Linked DNA regions of Mus musculus: region 2 is linked to region 1. Evidence: chromatin contacts called from public ChIA-PET data. All regions are on one chromosome and are shown on one strand. Each heading gives the region's core, a stretch centred on a gene start, on an enhancer-like site or on the middle of the called end of the contact. The rest is flanking DNA. Distances are from core to core; before and after follow the strand shown.

Region 1 (4,043 bases), core at 1,462-3,961:
CTAGCACAAAATCATAAACTGCCTTAAAACACTGAGAGGTGTAGGTGTTTTTATTTCAGTCTCTGTGCAAATGTTGTAGACGGCATTATTGTGTCGCAGTGGTAAGTGGCTGGACATGCCCGAGCCTCGTAGAGCATTGCAGGCAAGAATGCACCTGTTTTAGGTGATAATAACGTAATATTCTCTGTTAAATATTTCCCACACTGAAAAAGCCACCCCCTTTTGTTGTTGCCGCACAACACTATTCTGATTTCTGCACTCAGGGTGTATGACCTAATGGGAAACTGTCTCCCACAGATGGCTTGCACAGATGAATCCGTCCTGGCCAACACTGCCATTGACCTGTCAGAAATAGGACAGCACAAAGAGAGAATGAGTGCAGTTAGTCTTCACCTTCAACACAGGCTAAAACGTGATGTTTAATACCCTGTCAGTTCCCACACCAGCAGAGAGGGAACCCACAGGTTTTGTCCTTAACACTCTTAATATGGAACCAGAGCTCTTCAGGTGCTAAAGCCAGTGAGGGGTGGTCACCCACAAAAAGGTTTTAAATTTTCAGTCCTGGTTCACAAATCTGCTATTTGGGGGCTTTCTGTTTCTTAATTAGATGTGTCAACGCTCCATTTCACTCCACTTAGAGTCCACTCACCTCTTGACTACCTTCAAAGATCCTTACCTCAAACAAGAAAGCTTTTAAAGACTGCACCAGCACCGTGGTTGCCTGGGGCCATTCATGAGTTCATATAAGTTGAGACTTCACCGCCAAAGGGGAGACACAGTAGGTGGGTGCTCTAACTTGTTTTCTCATAAGGGATGCGTCATTCACCCCAAAGGAAAACCTGCTGGCCAGATGCTCACTCATTACGTTAAAACATCAATAGACCCTGTAGCCTTGGCAACTCAATAACAGCCTACCAAGCATCTTGTCATCTAGTAAGTCCCTGATTTGACTGCCACAACGTCGCTGCTACTTGATAGGTTCTAGACTTTTTCTGGATCTGTCTTCCTGTGGACTAAGACAACATTGGGATGCCGCCCTACAGATAAGCATCTGGTTTTTGAAGTGCTGAGCTCATGGTGACTGCCTTAGGTTCTTCATTTCTCTGTGTTGTTGTTGTTTCTGGAAAGCATTGTGACCATCAGCCTAGCCTGTCCATAAAGTTGTTCAGGAAAGTATTTTCCACTGTCTTCCCCCCTGCTCAGCAGGTGTTAACCCAGAAGTTGTCCATAGAAGCCACTCTCTCTCCTGATGATGATATGGTGATGAGGGATAGGCTGGACTAGATAGAACTACTCAGACTCAGATCTCAACTCCACTATACATTAGCAATGACCTTGCAGAAGAAAGTTACTCCCCATCCTCAGGGGAAGGGGGCAAATTACATCTCACACAGGTCCGGTGTAGGTCCTGGGGGAGACTCGGTCTCCAATCACCGCACCGGGTTTGCACTTAAGGTTTCCTGTCATTCCCCAAGCCTGTCTTCCTCCAGCTCCCTGGTCCATTAGACCCTAGACCCCTGCTTCAGATTTGACACACAATGGAAGCCTTCCATCCACCACTAAATTGTTGGTGGAATCCATCTATAGCTGTCTCTTGCTAAAACTGTCTTCTTTCAGAGCCTGATCGTCCCCCTGCCCTACCCACTTAACCGTACTACTCCCACCCCCAACCCCACCCCCACAACAGATCACTTGGACCACTCTTCTTATTATCATTCAAATCTAGATCTATGTAGGGCATAGTGAAACACGTCCTTAAACCCAGCAAATTTCTGTGAGGCCAACCTGTTTCTACATTGTGAGTTCCAGGCCTGCCGGGGCTATATAGTGAGACTCGGTTTCAAAGGAACAACAACAGATCTAGATCGAGTTCTCTCTGTGGGATTTCTGGGGGAAAACCTCTACTTAATCTGCCTTTGGAAGAAGACTACAGGACCAACTATCCTTGGCATTTCTGGATGAATGCTGGGTTTTCTCTTTGGCCTTTCAACCCAGAGCCAGCTGGCTTCTCTTGAGTAAACCGGAACTCTCTTGTTTCCCGGTTGTGACAGTTAGCTTCACCAATCATTTTAATTCAGGCACCCAAAGGCCGAAGGACCCTATGGCTCAGGCCCAGCCACTGGAAAGCAAGCACCAGCTGCGCACCCTCCTGACACCTACAATCCAATGAGTAGAACCTCCGGTCTTTATCATGGCAAGATCTCTCAAGGTCATTCCGGGGAAGCCCCTAGATACTCCACAGCCGCTTCTGCCTATCACACCTTCCCAACTTCCCTGCAGAAGCCTTGGAGGCACTGAGCAAGCTCTCTACCACCCCACCTTTACATTTGGGGGCGGAGTTAGACAAACAAGAGATCTGAATATAAGCTCACAAGGAGTAAATAAAATGAAAAGGGAGAACTTTTGAAGTTAGTTGTCCCTGCCTCCTGCGCTCCTAACATCTCCAGGTAACTCCCATGGAGCGCACACACAAAGATACCTTGTCACGAGGCACCGGGGATTGCTCTCCCTTTAGACACCCCAGCCCTTTTCCTGGAAGGTGACTTTATTCCACAGCACGGGGCTGTTATTTTTTCCTTAGGCCAGGGTTGGGAGTTTACACCCCACGTCTCTGGGAACACTGGCGCGTCTGTGAGCAAAGTTGGCTCTGGCGTCCTGAAGGAGGCGTGCTCGGGGCGGAGGGGCAAAAGAACGTCACAGTGGGGCGGAGTGGGGACACTGGCCGGGAGACCCGGAGGAAGGACACCCGCGCTGCGTGTGCTGTGGCGTGTGCCTCCTAGTTTAAGGTAGGAGTTGGGCTGAGGAGAGACAGAGCCAGCCAGTCAGATTCAGGAAGTTGCGTTCCTGACCTCAGTAGCAGAGCTGGGTGCGGTGAAACCTCAGCCAGGGACGCAGGGGGCGCTTTCCTCCACATCACACTGGTGGCACCCACTGACCGGCAGCGCCGCCTCTCTCCCGGGACCTGGCAGTGGGAGGGAGAGGCAGGAGCAGGGACCCAGACCTCACCCTTGTGCCCAAGTCACTTCAGAGCACCGGAACAGAGCCAGCGGTCCCGCCGGCGGGAAGCCTTCCAACGGACCCAAAGGTGAGTTTCAAAACTTTCTGTATCGCTTTGTGCTGTTGTTTTCAAAATAAGTTTGGGAGCTGCCCCGCTGTGGAAGGGGACTTTCCCATAGAAGAGTGAATCCGCCCCTGAGAGAAGTGAGATAAAGGGGTTATTTCTAAGAAGCCGTTTGCACAGTTGCTTTCATTCTTTCCTCCTAGAGGTCTCTCACCTTCTCTCTGCTCCTGGCCTGACACATGGGCTCCTCTGGAGTTTGGGGTGGAGTTCTCAGCTCCAGTTGACACCAGCTGCAGGTAGGAGCCATTTGAAAAGGACCAGATGGACATTGTCTAAACGGGCAAAGTCAGTATTTGAGATGCTCCTAAAATCATACCCTCTGGGATTTAAAAACAAAACAAAACCAAACAAACAAACAAACTCATTCTAAAAGAAACTATAATTTCAATGGGGCTAAAAGACTTACCAGACTGAAAATGTGGCCTGGAGCCAAGGGGTGGAGTGAGATCTGTATGCCATTCTGAGTCTCTAGAGAGTTTGTGTGACACATTTTTTTTCCTGAACTTTCCCAACTCTCTAAATGGTCCTTGATCTTCTTCCCACCCAGAAAGGTGGATTGGAAAACACAGCAGGTCCTGTTTTGAAGGGCTATGTAGGAATGATTTGTGTAACAGTAGTTAAGTAAATGATAGCCGGATAGCTGTTGTTTTCAACACCAGTCCTGCCTATCTGAAAGGGAACCCAAAGCAAAGACTAGTGCTTGCCCTAATGAACACCAGCCAGCCAGCCATGAGAATCCGCAGGCCTGCTCTGCCCAGTCTGCTCAATGAGGAAGGCTAGGAATGCAGCACCCAAGCCACTCCAAGCTCCTGCCTGCCAAAGCCTTTATGCTACATCCACCATTGGAAAGAGAGAGAGAACCTGGAGCTAATTTTAGGGAATCTTCATTCTGAAGTATTGTTGGGGACCAAGAACAAGTCTT
Region 2 (3,688 bases), core at 521-3,020, 260 kb after region 1:
TCAAAACCCAGCGGGTAAGAGAGGAGGAAAAAAGAAAAGGCAGCTGCTATCACAGACTTGCCTAGTAATTCACCCCCAGTGGAAACCACAAGGTCTCTTATCTCTGCAGGAAGTGTACACCAAAAACACCTGCATTCTCAACCCAGCGCATGAGACCACCAGGCCGGGAATCTTCTTTACACTTCAGAAAATAGAAAGAAGAAGGGTTCCTTACTAGAAATAGCCTATATGAAATTCCTCCCAAACAAAAGTTGATTTATGTTACGTCCTCGGTAACTCAGTTTCAAACAGTTCATCTCTTCATTATTATTCACATGAAGATTCTTCTTGGAAGAAGAGCAATTTTTCTTAAAGCAATCAGTGCTTATTTTTCCTTATTCTTAGAAAATAAAAAGATGATAAGCCATTATTATTTCTCAGAATTTATAGAATTCTTGGTGCAGTTAAAATTTATCTCCTGAAGACGGAAGGGGGAAAAAAAGAATTTCTCTCCCTTCTGAGTAATTCTGTTAAAAAAAAAAAAGTACCAAAATATAAAAATGAAACAATTCATTTGGGGCATCAATACCAGTTGATAATAATTTTCCTTTGTCCCACTAAAAATACAAATATCTGATGTGATTCTGGAGAAACACAAGGGTTTCATTTATAAACTGTTTTTCTCCCTGCTGATAAATATTCTTAGTCCTTTTATATTTAAAGTTAAAAGTTTCTTTTAATTACTCAAACCAGCAGATAGTCACAAACTATCCATCCCTTAGTTCCCACAGGTGGTTTTTGGAGGGCAGCTGGAGATGGTAAGCAGGCTTTATGTTTTCAGAAGGAAAGTTCTCTCAACCACTAAGATAAATCACCCATGCTTATTCCATGCATGACAGTGTAGGCAAAGAAAATGGAAGACAGGAACGTTCCTCCAAAAACATGTTACCTGCTCTTCCTGTGCCTGCCCTGAGTATTACCAGTACAATAGTACTGAGAAGTATTTTCTGTTAGTATTAAACATTAATTTGGTGACATCTGTTAAAGTAAAAAGAAATACCGCTATGTGTTGCCTTTAGGTTTTATCACCAATACCAGGATTATATTATCTATATTCGCTGGCTTGTGAGAGAATGGGTAAACAAACTCAGAATGCAATCTAGGGTCTATTTTCCTAGGTTTTCCTAAAATTCTTCCTATCCCATAGCATGTCTACTTAACTAGTATCACCTTGCGCCATTTAACCGTGACTGGGAGCTCTGCAGTCCTGTAAGCGTTCTGTGGTAAAGTGCCTGCTCACAGAAGGGCAAACACCTCTGCTAGGAAACGGCCAAGTCTAATAGGCTTACTTAAACAGAAAATGCAATATCTTAAATAAATTCTCATGATTAAAACAACTTCAAGCTATGTTTGACCCTTCCGGGAGCCAGTAAAGCATTTTCACTTCATTTTCCCCCACAATGCAGCTTTGTGTTTAGAGAATTACTTTCATTAAGAATTCCTCCGCACATTTATCTTAAAGATGAATAGCCAAGTAAAAATTAAAAGATAATCAGGACTCAAGGCATCATGAATTATCCGGGCAGTCCATACCTTTTGAATTCCTTTCTATCTTTTCAGTAGTATTTTTAAAGATAGCGTGGACCTCGTCATATTTTCATCAGGGCAGCAGACTTGGAGGTTTACCTCGCAGCGTGGCTCTCCAGATGTGAAAGCCAGAGCAACTGCTTCCCCTCTTCCCTTTCTGCAGTGACTCAGTGCTGCCACTCTGATAGCTGAATAGCACCAACAAAGACACCTGTTGTGAAAGGTAACCAAACTACTTCCCGTCATGCCTTTCTTTGTGCTGGCAACCGCCCAGGGGCAAACAGGAATTATAACCTCACTTGAGCAGTCCCCTCTGTGCCCAGCGAGAGCACATTTAGAGAAACAATAGGTAATCTTCTTGGTTAAGAACACTTAAAGCCCAAGGGGGAAAAATAGGACCTGGGGGAACAACAGACCCAGGCACGTTAAAGGTGCTGCACATTCAACTCATAAGGCTTAAGGGATCAGAGAATCTGTGCAAAAATCGATTTATAAGACAACTGAAGATTGTAAAGATAGTTTTAACTTTACACAAAGGGTGGACAAACAGTTCTATAAGCTCCGACCTTCCTTCCTTCCTTCAAGAATCCTCTAATGGTCACAGAGACCAGATACTACTGACGCTTCATTTCTAAATCCAAAATACCTGTCTGTCCACCACAGTGCTTAGATTTTCTTGAGTAACACTGACTAGGATTTCTAAGCCCTTTCTTTGTATTTTTGCCATTCTTAAATACGCCTTAAAATATACATTCTGGATCTTGCTAGGAAATGAAGTTTTTTTTCTTTACATAAACAAAAAAGCATGCTCTTTGAAAACTGATGATCTTAGGAAAAACTTGTTGCTGTACCGATTTTTCTTTTCCAAGACATTTTCTACTGACTCTGAAGCAGTCTGCTAACATTCTCCCCAACTTCAGCAGCTTTTGTTCACTGTCCCGTTTATCACTAGTCTTTCAGTTTCACCAGACAGACACCCTTCTTGTGACTCCCCCACTGTCCACTGGGTGCCTGAAACCCACTGGATCATCTCCCAAGAGTTTCTGCAGTTTTGAACCTCACAGTATGCCACTGACTGGGAGAAATGGCAGTGGGGCAGAGAATTACCTAGGACCAAAGATGCAAACGCTGAGGACACCACCACTTAGTGGATCAACGGGCAGCAGAAAGCAAAGCAGTCCTGGTAAACACAGGTCCCCAGTTCAAACAGGATCCAGCCAGCTGTCTACCTGCAGAGCGACTCCCTTAAACTTAGGTTCCCGTTTCCTCTTGTCACGTAAATTGAGAGGGAGACTGGATCAGTGGTTTCCCCAGCATGCAGGAAAAGCAAAAGCAATGTGTCTAGTTTCCATCCACTAAATGGGCTAAATGGGGGATTTCAAAGAGAGAAAGCCTTTTAAGTCTCTATCAGAGTAAAGTGCAAGGGGTAACATGAAATGTAGGTATTAAGAACTCCCCAGAGTTGCTAAGTGTTTCGATAAATTCAGTCTACTTTGATAGACAACTGGAGATTTTCAATAACAAGTCTTTATACCAAGAAAAAGGGATTCAAAGAAAAAGCAATTCTGACATGTTCAGAGCCTTTCTGCTTACAATCAGAGTAACTAAAATATAACTTGAGAGTTTTCCAGATGTGGTAATAGTTTAAGATTTAATCACCGAACCTTTTAAAATTAACACACAAAAACAATGGTTTTCATTCTGGCCTGTGATACAAATGCCACTGTGCCTTGTTCTTAATCACACCCCTCCTGCCCTGCCAGGCACACCCTCCCTGCCTGGCTCTGCTGGTCTCTTTTCTTCCTGCCACTTGCTAATGTCACACTATCCCATTACTGTTTTTTTTTCCCTCTTTCCTTCCTTCTCCCTTAAAACCGTCCTCTTCCCACGGTTCGTTTTCTACTTTCATAATCATTCACCCTCATGTATGTACAGATGTTTCTACATGGCACATATGTGTATAAACATAGATTTGAATCCGGAGCAGTGTCCTGCCATGTTTTTAAATGCTGTTTTAAGAAGGTGAACTGAGGGGTAATTTGCTCTGGAGGCTGTTGTCCCCCAAGTCATCTTTCTAAAACTATACTTTTAAAAGAAAACCACATTTGTTTCTCACTAAATA

Evidence for each region. ChIA-PET counts read pairs in DNA pulled down with a chosen protein or histone mark.
Region 2: an RNA polymerase II ChIA-PET map of memory CD8 T cells shows a contact between it and region 1, with 207 read pairs. The contact joins the enhancer-like site here to the promoter of 4930523C07Rik in region 1. A contact is called at or near these places in 3 of 484 Hi-C or Micro-C datasets (CD4 T cells, CD8 T cells and embryonic stem cells) and 3 of 115 datasets of contacts at active chromatin or transcription factors (CD8 T cells, effector CD8 T cells and memory CD8 T cells).

The regions. Positions count from the first base shown.
Region 1 is chr1:160,041,669-160,045,711 of GRCm38.p6, forward strand. 4930523C07Rik (RIKEN cDNA 4930523C07 gene) reads left to right here and starts at 2,712. Exons shown (of 3, transcript NM_001162896.1): 1 at 2,712-3,085. Gm37294 (predicted gene, 37294) reads right to left here and starts at 2,649. Exons shown (of 2, transcript NR_168324.1): 1 at 2,480-2,649; 2 at 33-342.
Region 2 is chr1:160,307,406-160,311,093 of GRCm38.p6, forward strand. The region is part of intron 19 of Rabgap1l (RAB GTPase activating protein 1-like); the gene reads right to left. Among named protein-coding and RNA genes, the nearest start is that of Mir1927, 13 kb to the left of the region's middle. Within about 2 kb of position 1,771, at least 130 of the 459 cell types and tissues checked have an H3K27ac peak or open chromatin away from gene starts, as enhancers often do. A contact at or near this core is called in CD8 T cells, effector CD8 T cells, embryonic stem cells and 1 more, where this site is marked.